Regions from separate parts of the Zea mays genome. Here region 1 is linked to region 2. Evidence: chromatin contacts called from public Hi-C data. All regions are on one chromosome and are shown on one strand. The core of a region is the stretch at or near the end of the contact, and the rest is flanking DNA. Distances in the headings are between cores, read along the strand shown.

What was found. Hi-C and Micro-C count contacts between places; a contact is called where the count stands out from the background.
Region 1: a contact with region 2 is called in a Hi-C map of an unstated tissue, with 2.6 times the contacts expected there. The contact joins the promoter of LOC100282403 here to the promoter of LOC103645748 in region 2. A contact is called at or near these places in 2 of 25 Hi-C or Micro-C datasets (tassel and an unstated tissue).

The regions. Positions count from the first base shown.
Region 1 is chr2:1,370,773-1,376,112 of Zm-B73-REFERENCE-NAM-5.0, reverse strand. It overlaps LOC100282403, which reads right to left and starts at 4,015. Exons shown (of 7, transcript NM_001371864.1): 1 at 3,943-4,015; 2 at 3,397-3,873; 3 at 2,754-2,859; 4 at 2,560-2,663; 5 at 2,370-2,461; 6 at 2,181-2,278; 7 at 1,468-1,936. The coding sequence starts at 3,815. The coding sequence ends at 1,769. LOC100283372 reads left to right here. Exons shown (of 7, transcript NM_001369661.1): 4 at 52-214; 5 at 296-442; 6 at 519-579; 7 at 856-1,242. The coding sequence ends at 545.
Region 2 is chr2:1,223,027-1,227,946 of Zm-B73-REFERENCE-NAM-5.0, reverse strand. LOC103645748 (K(+) efflux antiporter 2, chloroplastic) reads right to left here and starts at 1,998. Exons shown (of 21, transcript XM_008670449.3): 1 at 1,626-1,998; 2 at 1-1,486. The coding sequence starts at 1,475. LOC100273812 reads right to left here. Exons shown (of 7, transcript NM_001148213.1): 7 at 3,911-4,334. The coding sequence ends at 4,263.

The sequences.
Region 1 (5,340 bases), core at 2,766-5,265, 150 kb before region 2:
ATTAAAATTGAATTCGTGTGTACTGAAGCTGAAAGAATTACATCCAAACAGGTACAACCGAGCAGAAGTTATCCAGAGTTTTAGATGGAAAATTGGCCCTGTGCTTCCTCATGACATACAAGAAAAGCTCCATTTCTCAGAAAAGGAGTACTTCAAGAACCACTCTGCAGCCATTAAATCATACATATCAGAGATGGATATAGATTTGACAGTGGTACGGAGTTTTTTCCCCTTTTTCTATTTCTTATGCTTTCTTAGGGATGAAATCCCAGACTCCTTATACCTTTTATTACAGGACATGGTTCCTCCCAAGGATCCTTACATTCAGGTTCGGGTGCTGGAGGACATTGGTGAAGTATCGCTCGGTGACCATTCTGTGTCATTGACCAAGAACTCACTCCATTTCCTAAGGCGCACAGACGCTGAACAGTTTATATCACAGGTTTGCTCTCTGTTTCTTTGTGATGACCTTGTATCACTGTCCCCTTTGGTGATAATATGATGCGAGCTTACTACAGGGTCTTATGGAAGAATTTCTGGAGTAGGGATCACATGTATGAATGTATGATGGTACAATAGGTATGACTCATCATTGCATTTTTTATCTTACTTGAGATGTGTTTTCAGTGGTGCGGTAGTTCTGTAGTGTTCTTCAAGGGCCAAAGCTTACTTCTCTTAGATCAGTAAAGACATGATATTCCGTGCATATGGTTTGTTCCGCCGTTGCAGCTAAGCGCATAGATATTCGGTTTAGGGTGTTTATAGGTACCAACTTTGAAGTGTCTCCTGTACTTGGACCTGCTTCTTAAACTACGCATGTGTGAGCAGTGAGCTGATTATCTATTTATCTTTCAGGATGGTGCACTGCCCTCGTTCTCCCCAGCGATGCTGCCTGATGCCCTATTTGCAACAATGAAAAGACGCGTTCTGTACCAAGGAGCTTCTTAACTAGTCGCTGGACGATGATTTCGAAAGTTGTGCAGGCAGTCCTATACTAGATTCATTGCCTCTATTTACATGTGGATGACTTTTAGTTAGTGTGCCATCCAAGAAAGCAGATGTTGCAAACATTGTAACTTGTGTATTAACATTGGTTTTGCTGGTAGATTTCATATTTGTGTTTCCAAGATTCCATGTAATCAAGAAAAAAAATGAAATCTTGGTTGAAACAGTCTTTCACAGTGAGGAGTTAGTTTCATTTTATAGCTAACATGCAAGAGACAATATGTCTAGTTAACATTTCATCTATTTCTCCATTAATTGCTTGCCTCATCATCTAAACTGTTGACATGTCACATCATTTATTAATGAGAATGAAACCTTTATAAAACTGTCATTGAGAAACTTGATTCTCTTTTGTATTTCTTGCACTCAATGTGGTAATTAGGACAGACCACTTGTGTCTGTATGTATCACCTACCTAGGAGATGCTTGATTGGAAACCACCAGACGATGATGCTAGTTATATGTCCGCACATCCTTTTCTTCCCATTTGGGCTTGCATTGGTGTCCAGCATGATTCTTTTGATTAAAGCAATACATGTATCTTCCCAACACTAATACTATCCTTTGACAACTGGTTCGATGAGGACGATAAAACAACTCATCTGATTTCAGAGAGGGCACCACGTACGCAAACAACCTGCCTGATTTCCCACACGTCACACATGACACTAAGATACACCATATGTGCCGTATGGGCTTTAGGATACAGCTAGCATGTTTCTTGGCAGATGACACCTTCAAGCATATCCGTATATTCGTGTTATCAGTTTGCCTGGTTCATAAAAGACCAGCTCGAAGGGCACAAGTCATGTGCCGTGTTCCCGTCCTCGTCCTTGATCCGAAGATCAGCATGATGCTTGACAAGCAACTCTGCAATGTCTTCTCTTTCACAAACAGCAGCATAGTGGAGTGCCGTTTGCCCTTCATTGTCCTGAACGTGGAAGAGACGGTTAAGTTCAGGTGCCGTTTGCCCAAATGACTAAAGAGACTGTGGCTGAACTTTCAAGCTCTATATGGTATGCTGAACTACTGACAGCGATCAAGTGCCGTAATGAGCATAGCAACATGTTTGATGCAAACAAACCAGATGCACTTCACCCAGCTGTATGATTACCCATCAAATAAATCTATCATTAACAGTATAACACGATGAGTATACAGCAATTCCAATTTACCTTAGCATTCAGATCTGCATTTGCATTTGCAAGAACCTCGACAGCACTAAGATGGCCACGATCAACAGCCCAGTGCAACGGACTTCTACCTTCGGTATCTGAGAATACCATAAACAGACCATGTTTGAATGAATTATGGTTATAAGCACAGCATAAGCATTAGATGGTTTATAGTTTGCAAACACAAACCTCTCACGTTGACCTCAACACCAGCTGCCAGAAGCTTCACTATGTCATCAGTCGCCCCTTCCCTTGCTGAAACATGGATGTCACCAAGTTCTCTGCACGTCCATTTAAGTTTGTTCCAATTACAAACACTAGTCCAAGGCAGGTAACATCTATAGCATGTAAAGACACCCATGAGGGAAACACCACTTACGATTCATTTCCTTCGTCTTCCTCATACATTAAACTGCTAAACACAGGTCCCATGGGCCCCTTTGAAGCTGATGCGGAAGCAATGCTATCTTCATCTTTCCTTTTCTGAAATTATCATGTCATGAAAAAGCCAACACTGTCACGAGGATTACTGTTGCGGCAAGAGTGAGGTGAATAAGGACCTACAGAACTTACCGCACTTGCACCTGCATCCCAGTTAGGGAATAGGTCCTGAACAATTGTGATGTACCCTTGCATAGCTTCTTCTGTAGGCATAGCACCCAGCTTATGCCAAGCATTCCTGGCATATTCAGATGGCATATGGACAATGTTAAACTGAACTAGTTTTTTTTTTCAAAAAAAAAAAAAAACAACGAGCACAGGCAGAGAGTGAAGCCAACAGTGGTATGCTGATAATATCAGTTAGCTGGAAGCAGTCAATCCGTGAGTTCAAGTGCTTGCAAATAATCGAAACACAGAATAGCATCTGCACACTGAAAAACCTAAGCACTGCAGAGGTTATGCAGCATGGTGACCAGGGCACTCTTGGACGCAAAGCAAAGACACAAGATCAAAGTCGTTTTATGCTCAGGCAACACTAGCACGAATGATCAGCGTACAAACAGGGCCAATAGTTAAGGATTATGACTAAATTGTGCGTGAGATAGAAGCATCATATATTATGTTTACTTCCTATGGGCCATGGGACTGATCTGAAGTCGTTGTAAACTAAATTTGAACCGAAGCGAATGAACATAGATAGGGAAAAAACGCACGAAATTCAAAAAATAGACCAGCAGAATCTAGCACGAGGAAGAGGGGATGGGCTGGAATCTACCATTTGGCACGGGCCTTGAGCTTGAGCGCGGACGGCTGGGGCGCGGTGCAGGGCCCCTCGGTGGCGATCTTGTAGAGGCCGTAGAGGCGCAGCTGCGCTTCCTCGGGGACGCTGGTGCCGGAGGCGGCGGAGGCCGCGATGAAGGCGGAGGCGGCGCTGAACTCCTCATCGAGCTCGGTGCTCTCCACGCCCTCCCAGTCGCTGTCGCTGCCGCTGCCTCCGTCGGTGGAGCCGTAGTGGGAGGGGACGGGAGGCGCGGCTGCGGCGGCGGCGGCAGTGGGGGAGGTCGGAGGGGAGCGCGTGATGCGGAGGTTGTCCTCCTTGAAGGCGATCACGGTGGAGATGAGCTTGGCGACCAGGAAGGCGAAGAGGAGGCCGATGGCCGCCGCTTGGCCCAGCTCCTGCCAGTCCCCGGCCATGGCGGTGACCTAGACGCGGCGGTGCGGTGACTCTGTGTTGGAGTTGGGGTGTGGGAGACTGGGGGAAGGAAGAAAGGTGAGAAAGTAAAAAAGAGGAAAGTGCTAGGGACTAAAACGTTAAAATCACCTGTGCTTACTACCGATCGGTGACGCAGAAGCGGACCCTAGGATTCTAGGAGCGAGCACGCCCCACGAAGGAGTGTTGAGAACTACTTTAATAGATTCATTCTCTTCCCTTTCATCCGCAGACCGCAGAAGTTGTAGAAAATATATATATCTCATTCTAAAAACATCACAAAGGAAATACACGAGAGATAATATGTATGGTTAGGTCTATAGCCTTTTTTTTTCTATCTTCACTATTGTATTATAAAGGGTACAAGATCTTTATATAGATGAAGTGAGAGCAACGACTGCTATGCAAGCAGTCTTTTTTTGCAAGCGTGCAAGCAAACCACCTGATTCATTAGATCATGATCCAACCGTAGGTCACATTTAACACTTAAACCCTTCCACCACCAGCTCAATATTTTTTATAAAAAAACTCCTAACAAACTATGGTTGTATCTGTGTTTGGATCGTAATCTAATGGACCAGATGGTTTGCTTGCACGCTTGCAAATAAGGACTGCTTGCATAGCAGTCATTGACTGAAGTGAGACCCTCATGAGCAATTCAGTATTTGACCACAGTGGCAGATCTACAACCCGGGCCACCAGGTCCATGGCCTGGCGCTTAATCCATGTAAGTATATAAGTCTCTATTTATACGGTATAAAATAGTTAAAATAAAATGGAGAGAAAGAAATTTAGTAGATTTGGGTCGGGTCATAGAAAAATTCTGGATCCGCCCCTGATTGCCCACATAACCTCGTTAAAACTCTCAAAAACCCGGTGGAAAAAAATACGGAGAAAGAGCGCATGATGATGCATATTGCATTTGCACTTTGTTGACTCGTTAAAAACCTCATGTCAGAAACTTCAGAAAAAACTCACTAAGGGAAAAAGTACAACTATTTTCATTAGGACAGATTGCGATCATCTGGATCTGGATTGCATCGAATCTTCTACAAGTGCTAACTTAGAAATATGCTCCCCTGGTCCTTGCAAAACTGTCTCAATATGGTAAAATACCTTCTTCAGGAAGTATATGCACAAAGAGATTTAGCAAACGAATTGCCTATTGTTGCAAGGATTATATTAGGAACTTCACCTCAACTCGCTTATAGGATACACGAGGTAAGTGCACGTGTCAACATAAATAGGCCACTTTTACTAGTGGTGTTCGATCAACTGGTTCTACATATTTGATAGAAACTTCCATAAAGGTTTATAAATTGATCATCAAACAACGTCTTCAGGGCATATAATATGACATTCGATGTCTCACAATTGTGATCAGTATTAAGCATTCATCCCCCTAACGATGACATCTGTCAAAGTCGTTATCCCTCGTGACTCAAACATATTCTTCAAGATATGTGTTTCATTGCTCATCTGAAATAATGAGGATGGATGATGTTAGGG
Region 2 (4,920 bases), core at 749-3,248:
AGAAGCAATATCCCAACAACAAGCTTGGGAGCCTGTTTTTGCACTGATTTCATTAACCCCCGAAAGACAGATGTAGGTGTAAACTCTCCATCAGCTTTGGAGGAGAAGAAAGATGCCGGGAAGAAGCGGGATGATCTCTTCTTCAGTGATTTTTGAGCACTCAGTGGTTCCTTGGTGAACTCCTTTCGTTCCATTTCCTGCTTCTTCCCTTGCTTCAACTTGTCTGAATCAGGCTCAGCTTCTTTCTGAGGCTCAACGGACATCTTATCGCTGCTTGCTTCATCATATATTTCACGGGATGGTTCAAGCTGCTCAATGCCCTCAACAGTCAAGTCACCTACCATTAGACGCTCGATACTTGACACCTCATCCCTCACAGGAACATCATCAGTGCCATTGCTGCTATACTCATACCCTTCAGAAACGCTATCCTCTTCAGCGCTTTTCTGCTCTTCAGCAAGTGATGTTAGCTCCACCACGGTGTCAACCGAGGATATGACCTTCTCCGCTTTCAGCAGCACCGCCTCCGCGTCGTTGACACGCTGCGTGGCTTTCATCTCAAGAGCCACCGCCTGCTCAGCCAACACCATTATATTGGTGACATCTTCTTCGGCCTTGGATGCATCCAACTGGGCCTTCTCAGCGAGCTCGGTGAGCCTATCAACCTCCTTCTGCAGGTTCATTTTCTGTTCCTGGATGCGTTCCAGCTCCTCCTCACACCGCAACAAGGCTGCCCGGCAATCCTTGATCTCTTCCTGAGCAGACACAAGGGCCTCCTCCTCCACGCCTTCGATGCTAACCTCCATGGGCCCGACCGACCCCCGCTTGGCATCCAGCGCCTCGGACGCCAGCTGCAGCCTGGCCTCGGCCATCGACAGCGCCATGGTAGCCTTCTGGACGGCCTCCTTGGCGTCCGCCTCCTTGACGATGACCTCCTGCACGGTGGCGACGGCCGCGGACACGTCCCTCTGGGCGCCTTCGGCGCGGTCCTTGAGCGCGATGGCCGACTCGGATATCCGCTGAGCCTTCTCCTCGAACATGGTGCTGTTGAGCCTGGCCACCTCGAGCTCGTTCCTGCACCTCTGCAGCATCTCCCGGAGACCGTCCACGTCGGCGGGGCCCTTGTCATTGTCGTCGTCGTCGGGCCCCGAGCTGGTGGCATCGTCGTCGTAGACCTCGCCGGAGCCCTTGGCGGCCTCCAAGGGGCCGTCGACGTAGGCCAACGAGTCGCTGCCCTGGCACCGCGGCCGCCCTCTGGCGCGGAGACGGGGAGGGCCCCCGCGCGCGGGAGCCAGGTAGAAGAGCCCGCTGCTGCCGCGGAGGAGGGCGGCGGCGGACGTGAGGCGCCCGTTCCCGGCGCCGCGGTGCCGCAGGGAGCAGACGCGGAAGCCATTCCCGGCGGCGCCGATCTGCAGGCCCGCCCGCGGGGCCGCGCGGCTGGGCCCGGCGACGGAGGCGAGCCTGGACAAATCCATCCTCCCCTGTCCTGTATCGTAGCGGGCGGAGCACGAGTACAATCGGAAACAGCGCAAATCAAAGCCTGGGAAAAGGAGAGGTCGGGACGAGAGAAACAAAAGCGGATTACAGAGACAGAGACGGAGACGGAGGAGTGAGTGCTCACGTACTGGTTGGTGGATGTATGCGGATTGGGTCAGAGGGCGACCGGACCGGAGGAAGGGAGGCCTGTCACGGGAGAAGCACCGACGACGACGACGACGACGAGGAGGAGGAGGAGGGGCCTCGGCCTCATTCCATTCCTACGACGGGACGGCGCGAGGGGGGAGTGCGACTGTGGGAGCTGGTAGGTGACCTCACCTCGCTCGCTCGCCCTGGCGTTGGCGTTTTGTCCGAAGAGCGAGTTTTGTTTCGGCAACGGGGCGGCGGAGGGGACGAGGCAAAAGCCAACTGCGCCCAACTTGTCAAGCCAAACTTGCTCCTTCCCGCACCGCAACAACCCTGGGCTGGGCTTTGAACCGCAGATTTTTTTAAAAAAAAATGTTGTTCGGGTTTCTGCTCCTCGGATAGTGGTATATTCCTCGCTAGTGCTACTTCTACCCCACTGATTCAGCCACGGGACCGCCACGATAGGGAGATTAAAATAAAATTAAAAAGGAGATAGAGAGACAGCTCGTTTTTAAGCTGTCGTTAATCAGAAAAAAAAAAGGAAAAGTGAAAAAAAAGCTATTACCAACCCTGTCCGGATGGCCAAGAAAGAATTTTGGTGTGGATCTTTATAAAAAAATCTTGACAAACAACATGGACTCGGAGATTACTCCAAGCTAGTACAATATCGGTGCATTGCAACGGTCCTAACAAGAAAATACCGATAAAAATATACTCTCTCAGTTCCAATTTATAATTTGTTTCTCATTTTCTCATGAATTTTTTAAATAAGGCAAGTGGTCAAACTTGAGATAGAAAAAGTCAAACGAATTGTATTTTTGAAACGGGTGGAGTATTTAATATTGAAGTTGACATAGATTCATATACCAGATATTAAATTGATAATAACAAATATTATACTCTATCTTAACCAAAATCCGAAAAAATATGAGTTAAAAAGGAGCAAAAGCCATTTTTATAGCCGGTTCGGTCACTCGCACTCCTTCAGTGAGTGAAGTGGTACTGTGTGAGAACGCTGCGTTTTTTGTGGTTTCTCATGACTCATGTGTAGGGCAACAGTTCAATGATAGACGACTAGCAAGAGGGAAAAATAAATCTTCGTGCTTCACATGTACGAAACTGATGAAGAGAGTCCTTTCTTTTCCTAAACTCGAGCATTGTTTGGTTACCCCATTCAAATGAGATTGAAAGAAATTATAAAATAATCAACTTGTCAGGAATTTAAACACACTCAATCTTGCTCAATCCGCATGGATTAAAATTAAAACGAACAAACTCTAAAAAGATTGTTTTAGCCTTTACGCCCGAGGGCGCCAGACCCGGTTCAAAACATAACACTTGTTCTTTAGGTGGTGTCTTTTAATATGCTTGGAAAGTTGGAAGGCAGTAACTCATATGTTTTTTGGTTCATAAAATGTAACGTAAATAGCAACGGTAATGATTTACAATCGATTATTAGTGGTAACAAGTTTGAATAGACCAGTATTAATTTCTAGTGTGGTACTGATTACGGATAGAACTAAACAAACATGATGTAACGTTATCAATTACACATCAAGTTATAAATATGTGAACCAGACAGCACCTCAATATTTACAACATGACTTTGACAACAATTCCGATGTTTGGTTGCATGCCTAAAGTGCCACAAATTGCTACATGTTTTTTATCACACTTGCCTAAGGTTAGAACCTCAAACTCTCTACCACAACTTGACACGTCTAAGAGAATCTTGATATCTTGCCACACACTGAGTTATTGACGAGTGACACTCATGCTGCAGCAGAAAAATCTCGCAACAACTATGACTACGAACCAAACACACACCTAAAGTCAGTTAAACCTGTTAGTCGCAGCCCATAAACAGGCCCTTTGTAGCCAAAATCTGGTTTGTTTGTTTGTTTTTTGGGTAAAAATGCTTTGTTGAGAATGTTCTTTAGCTCTCTTGTGGAGTACTTGGAAAATGCGGAGCGCACTTCATTCTCAAGGGGAAACATGGCAATATGGGAAGAGGATGATGAAAATAACGAGCTCAAATGCAACTGGAACAGTTAAGAACTCCAACGGGTAAGATGCAGCATCATCTGAAGAACTTGTTCCTCTAGAAACTTTAAGTTCAGACCATGTGGCTATTCACATATAAGATGCAACAACATATGCTTGGATGACGTAATCAATGGCATGCCAGTACTAGAACACACCTTCGGATAAAATATTTGAGACTGCATTTAACATCTACGCAAGGTTGACCTGCAACCCCTTTTCGACAATAGTACACATGGCATCTAGCTTGTGCAATTAATGCAATAAATAACCCAACCTAGAGCAATCTACCTGAAAACGGATCTGATCCGGTTACATGCATACTACAGTACGATCTATACACACACTACCTTCGGTTTTCTTTTCTTTTTTTTAACTAAGTTATCAGGTGTACATATCCTAGACTGGATCTGCCCATGGGATGCGACATAACAGGATAATTCAACAACAATACAATCAGAAATGCATGTCTAGATAGTAGTAGTCTATATAAAAAAATCCAGCACAATGAAATAAAATCAGTCAGGGTACGTTGATCAGCTAGCTCAGCAACCGAAGAGCTGCCTTGGCCACATTGGTTTTCTTGTATCATCACCCTAAGAGCTAACCATGTTGAACTGGAACCTAGAAAGCTGCTGCGGGATGGTAGAGATGACAGGCCCGTACCTCTGCACATCAATGTACAGGAAACAAGTTTCAGAAACAAATCTTGACAAATTCCTGAAACTTGAAAGCACAGCACAATATACAAAATTAACACCCGTTGGCTATGGCCAAACAAAAGAAGGAAAACCATGTACCACAGTTATGGCTGGAAAGGCTCACGAGAATAGAGTAAGTCCGAATATCAATAAACTATGCATTTCAATCATCGTACTAGCAATGCAGATTTCTTATATATAAATGGTTACGTAAAAAAGTAAACTTCTGTTGCTGGAACCAGAGTGATGTAGTAGATTAAAGAACTGACAGCGCAAAGAGAGTCCCTACGGTCCAGTTTATAGGTCACTTTAGCTTTATACCAAGTCAAAATTCTCTAGCTTTGACCAAACCTTTAGATACACACACACACACACACACTAACATATACAAGTTGAAATAAATGTACTATCAACACATCTCATGGAGAATTTAGTGAAACTAATTATGTTGTAGATGTTTGTGAATTTTTCTACAAACTTAGTCAAAGTTAGAGTTTGAGTTTCAAAAAAAAGTAACATATATTTGGAACGGAAGTAGTAGAAAACAAACGAG